Linked DNA regions of Mus musculus: region 1 is linked to region 2. A link is a contact called in public Hi-C data. All regions are on one chromosome and are shown on one strand. Each heading gives the region's core, a stretch centred on a gene start, on an enhancer-like site or on the middle of the called end of the contact. The rest is flanking DNA. Distances are from core to core; before and after follow the strand shown.

The links. A called contact is a pair of places that touch in the nucleus more often than the background predicts.
Region 1: a Hi-C map of the HPC-7 cell line shows a contact between it and region 2, with 2.6 times the contacts expected there. The contact joins two enhancer-like sites. A contact is called at or near these places in 1 of 39 promoter capture datasets (embryonic stem cells), 8 of 15 datasets of contacts at CTCF or cohesin (CD8 T cells, the G1E-ER4 cell line, the NIH/3T3 cell line and 4 more), 237 of 484 Hi-C or Micro-C datasets (the AML12 cell line, the AtT-20 cell line, B cells and 120 more), 37 of 115 datasets of contacts at active chromatin or transcription factors (CD4 T cells, CD8 T cells, DN3 thymocytes and 28 more) and 2 of 9 other capture datasets (embryonic stem cells and embryonic tail).

What each region holds. Positions count from the first base shown.
Region 1 is chr13:114,959,206-114,963,934 of GRCm38.p6, forward strand. It overlaps Itga1 (integrin alpha 1), which reads right to left. Exons shown (of 29, transcript NM_001033228.3): 29 at 1-929. The coding sequence ends at 885. Among named protein-coding and RNA genes, the nearest start is that of Itga2, 29 kb to the left of the region's middle. Within about 2 kb of position 3,111, at least 3 of the 459 cell types and tissues checked have an H3K27ac peak or open chromatin away from gene starts, as enhancers often do.
Region 2 is chr13:114,842,504-114,847,235 of GRCm38.p6, forward strand. It overlaps Itga2 (integrin alpha 2), which reads right to left. Exons shown (of 30, transcript NM_008396.3): 26 at 3,330-3,434; 27 at 912-1,025. Among named protein-coding and RNA genes, the nearest start is that of Mocs2, 27 kb to the left of the region's middle. Within about 2 kb of position 3,463, at least 51 of the 459 cell types and tissues checked have an H3K27ac peak or open chromatin away from gene starts, as enhancers often do.

The DNA.
Region 1 (4,729 bases), core at 1,861-4,360, 120 kb after region 2:
ATTAAGAAACCCTCTGGGCATCACACACATGGTGTGGCTTTTCACTACTTATCATTGTTATGCTACACAGGCTGCTTCAACTTTATATATAATATATATATACGTATACATACATATTATATATATTATAAGAGTTTTTTGTTCTAGAGCTCAATATAAATTAAGCAGTTTTACTTTCTGTAAAAGTTTAAATTAATAGATTCAGTGCGCTCATGTTTAAATAAGGACTCCATCTTGACTGCCTATTCTACATAGAATTTAAGCTCAACTGCACTATTTTCCAATCACACTGGAAAATACTCTTTCCACCTTATGGGATCCACAAGGTCACCGAGTGTCACCCGTGATCTAATTCTATTTTCAGTCCATATTGTATATGAGCTTGGCTAAGGAAAGTTTTTCTCATTTGAACTGGGAGAACCTTTCACCCCATTCCCGTGTTGTCATTTACAAATGCTGAGTGTCACTCGGAAGATGTGACCAAGGAGAGATTCTTTATTTATGCTGTGCTGAGAGTAACTGCTTCACGGAACACGAAGCTCTTTTTGTGCATCCCTTAAGATACTCTGTGTGGCACGTAAACACATAAAGGTACTTATACGGACGATTCTTCTTTAAAACTCTTTGTCATTTCACTTACTCAGCAAAAATGAGTAATTATTAAAAATATTTCCCATTGCTTTCTACACTGTATCTTTGGGTAGCCTTTCTGGGTCACACTTGATCTGTCTCTTTCCAAGTAAGCAATCCTAGATGGATGATGGAGTACATGGAGCTATGTGACCACATCTTTGGCTATATTTCTGAATTTCTTCTCACATGATTGAGGCAAACCTGAGGATAGATTGTTGAATAGTTGTTATTGGTTTTTTTCCTTAAATATTTCATTTCTCCATTTTCTTCTTTAGTGGCCTTTTGAAGAATCCAATCTGTTGAGAAAATACAAATCATAACACAATTAATTACTTTGATTTAGGCAATAGATGCTAATCTATTTGGATATAATCTAATTTAATCATGAATTAGGAAATCTGGGCATATATTTAATTCAGAGAACTGATGTATATTTTAACTGACCGATTACTACTGTATGTAATATAGATGACATTCATCAAACCATTTACTTCATCTTTGGCTATATCACTACACTCAGTTAAGCATCTCTTCCAATAAAAACCCTGCATGTGTGGCATAAGCAGGCTTCTGAGGCACATTTTCTCATCATCAAATTTCTTAATAGACAGAAAATTTTCCATCCAATAAACAATGGTCACAAATTAAGATTCTTAGAGTTCACAGCTAGCTTGCTAGATGGCCACAGACAGGTATCAGGGAGATGTCTGAATTTCCTGAATTAATCTAAGCAGGTCAGAGTGCTGCACACAAGGTTGCCAGAAGTTTCTCAAAAGACCCCATGTCGTTTACTTATGAAAATAGAATCATTAGGCTCTGCCAGTGCCTGACAAATACAGAGATGGATGCTCACATCCAACCATTGGACTGAGCACAGGGTCCCCAATGTAGGAGCTAGAGAAAGGACCCAAGGAGCTGAAGAAGGGATTTGCAGCCCCATAGGAGGAACAACAATATGAACTAGCCAGTACCCCCACAGCTTCCAGGGACTAAACCACCAACCAAAGAGTATACAGGGTAGGACTCATGGCTCCTGCTGCATATGTAGCAGAGGATGGCCTAGTCGACCATCAATGGAAGGAGAGGCCCTTGGTCCTGTGAAGGTTCTATGTCCCAGTGTAGGGGAATGCCAGGGCCAGGAAGCGGGTGTGGGTGGGTTGGGAGGGGGGAGGAGATTGGGGGTTTTTGGAGGGGAAACCAGGAAAGGGGGATAACATTTGAAATGTAAATAAAGAAAATATCTAATAAAAAAACAAAAACAAAACAAAATAAAAAAGAAAATAGAACTATTGACTATAAGGGGGAAAATCATGTAGTGGTTAACGTAAGTCACATTTTATTGTTCTCTGTTATTGAACCATCAGCAAAAAACTTCTCAGTCTTATATTTATTTCAATTATAGAGAAAACAAAGACAATTGACACGAGATAAGCATTTGGAAGTTATCTAATCTTACTTTTTAATTTATTGAATAAGTTAAATCCCATTTAAATAATTTAATCTTCTTTAAAACCCAATGTTTAAATTAAAAACCAAGTCCCAGGGGAGCAGCTTTTAAAAATTGTGCGCCCTAACTTTTTAAAAAATTTGAGTGAGTTAATTATTTGCAAATGAATTATATCCTTATCACATGGATCTACAGGTCTGTACTGATGTGAATTCGCATGCTCCTGTGGATGTTTGAGGAGGGGTGGTGAAATCTGCTTGCAGGCAGAGGCCAGAAGTCACACTTGGGCATAGTTCCTTTTGCTTTTGCAGATGGCATTTTTTTCCATTGGCCTATTAGACTAGCCAGAAAAAGCCAGAGAGCCTGGGGGTGGGAGTGGGGAGACAGAGTGGGTGTAGGTGTGGGTGGGGACCTTCTGTCTCCACTTTCAGTGCTGGGACTATAAACACATAACAGCCACATGCCAATATGCATAACCTTTAAAAAAGATTCAATTTCTTCGTGTATAAAGGTATGTCTCTGTGTGTGTCTGTGTGTGGGACCACACACGTGAGAGCTAGTGCACTCAGAGGCCAGAAGTATGGGTACTGGAAACTGAACCAGGCATGTAGAATGCAGATGCTAAGCTATCTTTCACCAGTTCACAAGCCGAACTGGGTTTTGTGTGTCTTGGGCGGGCGGGCTCGTGGGGTGTTACTTGACTTGTAGCTGAGCACCTTACTAACCGAGTGATCTTCATAGTCGGGGACTACACACTTAATGACTGAGCACTAGAGGGCTTAAAGGAGCAAATGATGAAAAATATGCATTTCCATGTTAGGACGTTAGCCAGGGCTGTGGTCCGCCAGGACGTAGTTGCTAGAAGACGAGGTAAGGGGTGGTATGAACAAGTGATGGTGAAAGCTGCTGTGACTTTGTGTTTTCCTGAACACCAGTCATTTCCTGGGTGGCAACCACAGAAGCTCCGCACCTGCCCTGAGGTGAGAGTAAATCAGAGGCTTCTCCAGAGGGGAGCCAAGTATTTAAGATCCACCTTCTTCCGGTTCTCCCCAGCCGTTTGTCAATTGGCTCGCCTTCCTCTCAAAACCCGCCCCTTCCCAGCCAGCTGTCTTCTTTTTAAAAAATGTTTCTAAAAGTCTATCTTCCAGATGAAACTACCTTGATCGTAACTTTTCCACTCAAATTCTCCAAACATTAATTTTACTAAGGGAAGCAAACTTAAACAAAGACGATCTTAGCCAAGAATTGAAAAACGAAAAGTAAGTTTGTGACCCCCCTAGACCTTCTATAGGGTGTTGCTTTCCTGTTTTGATTTCTGAATTATAAATTCTCCTTTATAGAATTAACCTAGTTCAATACCCTGTGGCAAGAAGTAGGTGGTCAATGCATAATGTGGAATAAGTGTTGAATAAACAAATGAATACCGATTAATAAAAGATTAAAACGTAATGCTACACCAGTCCTCCTTATCCACAGGTCTGGGTGCCTGAAACATGGCAGTAATGAGTGACAGACACGAAGTTTTGTTTTATCCTATTTGTACATTTTGATGATGAAAGTGATATAAATTAGTAAGAAATTAACAATAATGACTAATAAAATAAGATTCTCATAACACTGTGTTATGATAAAAGTTAGGCAAGTGAATTTTTAAAAATTTCCCAGAGTATCTTATTATATATACTGCATTATATTTTGATGAGCAGTTGATGGATCCTGGAGTTTTCCAGAGAGAAACCAACTATGGGGAACTACCATATTCCCATCAATAAGTTATGCTGGGTGGGCGACAAAGCTGTAAGATGAAGACTCATCAGCAATGGGACTTGGACATCGTGTGAATCAAATAATAAAAGGCATGTCCTTGCTTCTCATGGTTTTTCTTCCAACTGTAGTATTTTGTTTTATATGTTCTCTGAATTTTTTTTCTAAGTCAAGTATTTTACATGTTTCAAAGGAATCATGATCCTATACCCTGTACTGTTCAGCCAAAGAATTTATTTTTAAAAAATGCAGAGGTTTTAGAAACAATGCTAGTTGTATCTAGTTGTTCGCTCCTTGATAATCTTGGGGTTGGGGTGGGGTGGGGTGGGCATGGTTCACTAAGTCTCCTTACCTTTGTTTTAACATTTACAGGTGTAAAATGCAGTTACAATGTATTGCTATAAAAGTTGTAAGGACCACAGAATGGAATCAGTTAATATCTACTCAAACTCTTATTCAGAATATTACTGTCTTTGCGGCCCTGAAAAACATGCAAACCTTGTCTGTAACTTCATTCCTCGTTTAGAGACTGAGGTGTTCAGCGAATATCTTGTGTCTGTATGGATGTGGCACCTGTCAATTAAAAGAAAACCCTATGGCCTATTGGAAAGGGTAGACTAGAAGGTGGGACATCCGGGAGGCAGAAAGAATTCTGGGATTTAATGTTAGGCAGATTTGCCCTGGGAAGATGTGAAGAGCTGGATGCATGGTATCTGAGCACAGGAAATCAGCCATGGGGCAAAGTCTAAGTTAAAATAAATGGGTTAAGTTATGATCTAGTCAGATATTATAAATATATTTTGAGAGTGGGTCTTATTTCTGGGAGGAAGAAGCAGACCCAACTTCTACACTAAGGGTCATAATAGCAAGGATGCTTGGAAGCAG
Region 2 (4,732 bases), core at 2,213-4,712:
GGATCCCCGGACAAAAGGAACCCCAATGCCTGTCTCCCCAACTGCCCAGTTCTGTAATCTTTCCCTAAACTTTCTGTTTTCATATTATATCTTGCCTCAACCTGACTGCGTTTTGACTCCGGGGCCAGTTAGGAGGGCACTCTCTAATCAACACAGAGAATGGAGATTATTGATGACTGTGAAACGGTGAAAAATGGAAGGAACAGAGTATAAAAAGAAAGATCCACCGAGAGCCATACAGAGCCCGGGAGGGAGATTCAGACCAAGATATTTTGTCAACAATCAGAGCCGACATTGGAGGAAAGAGTCGCTAGTCATTCAGGCAGCCAGGATCACAGAGGCTGAGGCCTGCCCCTTCTTATGTTGTCCCTCTTTACATTGTTCCTGCCAGACCGAAACACTGGCTTCTCAATCCGCATTCAATTGTACTATGGTAGGCTCACACTTGCTGTCCAGAGACACCATGCTAATTTTTGGGGTACTTTCGTTTTCAATGAGATTGAAATAGCCTAAGAGCCGTAGACTTTCTGGATTTACTCATCAAATTAAAGCTAAACCAAGACAGTAGAGTACCTGCCTGTTTTCATAGAGGGAGACAGACCCTCCTGATGGATTTATCTTCTGCATGGTTTAAGATCAATAATACACTTAGCTAAGAACCCAAGGATAGAGACAGGGGCATGGCCATCTTGATTCAGCTGTAACTGCAAATAGAGAACTGTGGAGACATTGGGTGGGAGACCAAGAAGATGCTGTTTATGGCAAGGACAGCAAAGGCATCTTTGACACTATTCATGGAGATGCCGTGGCTGGAGTGGCATCTAAGAGACAGACCTCTGGATGAGCTCTCCAGATGATCCTGAGGCAAAGCCAGGAGAAGTATGTGAACTTACTATCTGGCTTGTACTTACAGCAGCAAAGGTCCTGTTCCAAACTCTGGTTGTCACATTGATGAAGTACTCTGCTTTCATGTGAAGGTCTTTCAGCCAGCAGGTGATGTTACTGCAGGAAGTGGTTCTGCAGTCCTTTCAGATTAGAGTCAACAGGAGAAGGGAGAGGGGAAGAGAGGAGGGGAGAGACCGGTGTTACTAATGCTAAAACTTTACAAAAAGATAAGATACAGCTCAGTGCTAGGAAGGACCCTGGATACAGGCACTGCTGGGCTCTGTTGCAGTGGTGTGCAAGCTTCCTAATGCTGCAATCCTTTAATACAGTTCTCCATGTTGTGCTGACTCCAGACCATAAATTTATTTTATAACTATAACTAATTTTGCCTCTATTTTGAATCAATGTAAATGTCTGTGCTTTCCAATGTTCTTAGGTAACCTCCATGAAAGGGTCATTCAACCCCAAAGGGGTCACAACCTGCAGGTGGGGAATCTCTGATGTATTACTACTTATAACTCTTCTTCAAGAGATTTTGGTATCATGTTTCAGAATGTAAAGTGAGTTGGCAGGTCCCCCACCCCCACCCCAGCTATTTCCTGTTCATACGGATACCTTTGGAGATAACAGAAATACGTGAAAAGAAGGGCTCACCTGTTCGTTCTACTATTTATGACCATACAGGCAAAACACAGTAACTAACTCATGTTATTGGCAGTGTGTTGCTAACATGTAAAGGCAAGCAAATTATTGAACAGAAAGAACAGGTAGTATACTTTAATTATTAAACTTAATATGCATTTCTTAGATTAAGATATGTTAGTAAACGAATCAGTAGTTATCAGGTGTTAGGGGAGAGAAGGAGATGTGACTACACAGAGCATAACAGATTTTTAGGGTCGTTAAGCTCCCCATGCGGTGCCATAATTAACAAAAACAGGTTGTTATACGTTTTCAAACCCCATAGTGTGAACACTGGAGCCCCAGTATAAAATGGTTTCAGGCAAGCACATGTTAGTGCAGCTCTGTCACTTGTCACACTTGTGACACATGTACTACTCTATCATGGATTTCAACGGTGGACGAATCCATGAATATGTGTCAACAGGAGGTATATAGGAAAGTCTTCTACATTCCACATGATTTCATGATGAATTGATTTACAAACTAAAGCTTCTTTAAAAGGAGTCCATGGGAGCCAGGAAGCTAGCACAGTGGGTAAGAGCATTTGCAAGCAGTAGGACCAGAGTTCAAGTCCTCAGCAGCCACATAAAAAGCCTCATATGGCTTGTGTGCCTGTAGTCCAGTGCTGGGGAGACAGTGCAGGGACAAGTGGATCCTGAGAGCTCTCTGGCAATCTAGCCTGGGCAAAATGGTGAGCATCCAGTGCAGCAAGAGACCTTGTCTCAGGATAACACAATGGAGAGCAATCGTGTAGTGCCCCAGCCTGTGCATCATTCACAGCCGAGCAAGTCCTTATACTTGTTGTGTACCATACAGCCACATATGGACACACAGACACACATGCATGCACATACATCTCTCTCTTCCTCTCTCTCTCTCTCCCTCCCTCTCTCTCCCTCTCTCTCTCCCTCCCTCTCTCTCCTTCCCTCTCTCTCTCTCTCTCTCTCTCTCTCTCTCTCTCTCTCCCTCCCTCTCTCCCTCCCTCCCTCTCTCTCTCTCTCTCTCTCTCTCACCACACATACACACACACACACACACACACACACACACACACACTCCACATGCAGGGATGGCAGAGAGCTTGCTTAGAGTTTATTGCTCACTTACCCCGTGACTGAGTCTGTACCAAGAACCATGCTAGGTGCTACACTAACTCTTCCCCCGAGGGCAGGCAGAGAGATGGGGATCAGGGTCAGTCATCATACAGAGCTCGGCTTTAAAGGTTAGCGGAGCAGGCGTTGGTTCTGCTGATCCTGCTTTGCTCACCATCCCCTGACCCTGTGCACCCTCCACCTTCTCTAGGCCCCCTTTCACCTCCATAGTAACCGCATGTGTCCTGTTGATGCTGCAGCAAACTGCCGGCCTAAGCTTGAAAACATATTTGCTGTATCCTACTTCACACTTGCCGTTAAAGCCAGAAGAATACTCTCTCTAGGGCAGTGGTTCTCAACCTTCCTAATACTGTGACCCTTTAATACAGTTTCTCATGTTGTGGTAACCCCCAACTCTAAAATTAGTTTTTGTTATTACCTCATAACTGTAACTTTCTTACTGTTATGAATCATAATGTAAATACCTGATGTTTCTGATGGTCTTAGGCGACCCCCATGAAAGGATCATTTGAGCCCAAATAGATTGCAACCCACAGGTTGAGAACCCCTGCCCTAGGGTATCAGCTGCTGGGGTAAAGTAAGAGTCACGATTCCAACAAACACCAGATCCCTAAAGGCAAGCTTGGTGTAACATCGCTCTCTCCTCACCAATTCTTTCGTATGCCGGAAGTTTTCATTCTTGAAAGATACAGAAGGGGCGGTGTGTGGTAGCTTGAGTGGATTTATTTCTGCTGTGCAGCTGATGTCGCCAGCCTACAGAGAAGAACACCACATCAGAATTGGAAAGCAAAGCGGTAGTTGTCAGTGTTTTCAGCCTGCCAGGAAATCCTGCTGACATGTGGGGTGCAGGGTGGGGCCCTTAGGCTCCTTTCTCAGAGGCCCAGTGGCCAAATCTTTTGTTCTTTCAGTAAAGGCTCAACTGTTGCAGTGAGCTGATGTGACCTGATAAGGCAGGCCAGCTTCTCACAACCTGTCATGATTTCAATGTGGTTTGTACTTCATAGTTCACCACATTAAAAGAGTAGTCCTACCCCATCCCCCCAGAGCCTAGCTAAATCACCATCAAAGAGACCAGAGAGTCTTCATCCATCAGTTGATGGAACAGATGCAGAGAACCATGGACAAACATTGAGGAACTCTGGGAGTCTTGCTGAGGAGGCAGAGGAAGGATTGGAGAAATCAGAGGTGTTAGGGACATCACAAGAATATGGTCCACAGAACCACCTGACAGGGACTCATGGCGGTTGCAGGAATCAGAGAGCCTGTAGGGGTCTGACCTAGGTTCTCTGCATATATGTTATAGCTGAGTAGATATGGGAATTCTAATAGTGAGAGCAGAGGCTGTCCTTGACTTTATTTCTGGGACTCTTCTCTGCCTACAGGATTGCCCTGTCCAGCCTTGATGTGATTGCATGTGCCTGGTCTTATTGTAGCTCATTATGCTATGTTTGGTTGATGTTGTTGAGCGGTCTGTTATTTTCTGAGGGGGGCGGAGCGAGATTTAGGGCATGGGTCTGAAGGAGAGGGGAGACAGGAGGGGGAGAGTGGGGGGAGGTAGGGAACAGAAACTACAATTGGGGTATAATATATGAGAGAGGAATAAAAAGAAAAACTGTGGTCCCTAAAGTGGCAGTGTGGAGAGAGGATGAGACCTTTAAGAGTTGCTGGGTGGCAGAGGCAGGCAGATTTCTGAGTTCAAGGCCAGCCTGGTCTACAGGAAAAAAAAAAAGAGTTGGGTCCCAGTAGAACATCTACCAGCTAATTAACTGGAAGGATGTCCTAAAAAGGGGGGTGGAGAATTCTCTCCAGTTTCCTACTTGGCAATGAACTTCCGTTTCCTCTTTCTTTCTTATACCAACTACCATGAGACACTCACCAGAGATGAAATAATGCTGGCAGCTATCTCTGAATCTCAGGAACTAGGGGTTAAATAAACCTCTTTATCTGTAAAGTTTGACTAACCTTGGGCATTTTATTGTAGCGATGCAAAATGAACTAATACTTTGCTCGTATGACATTAGATAAATTTGTAGTAAAGATAGATAGATAGA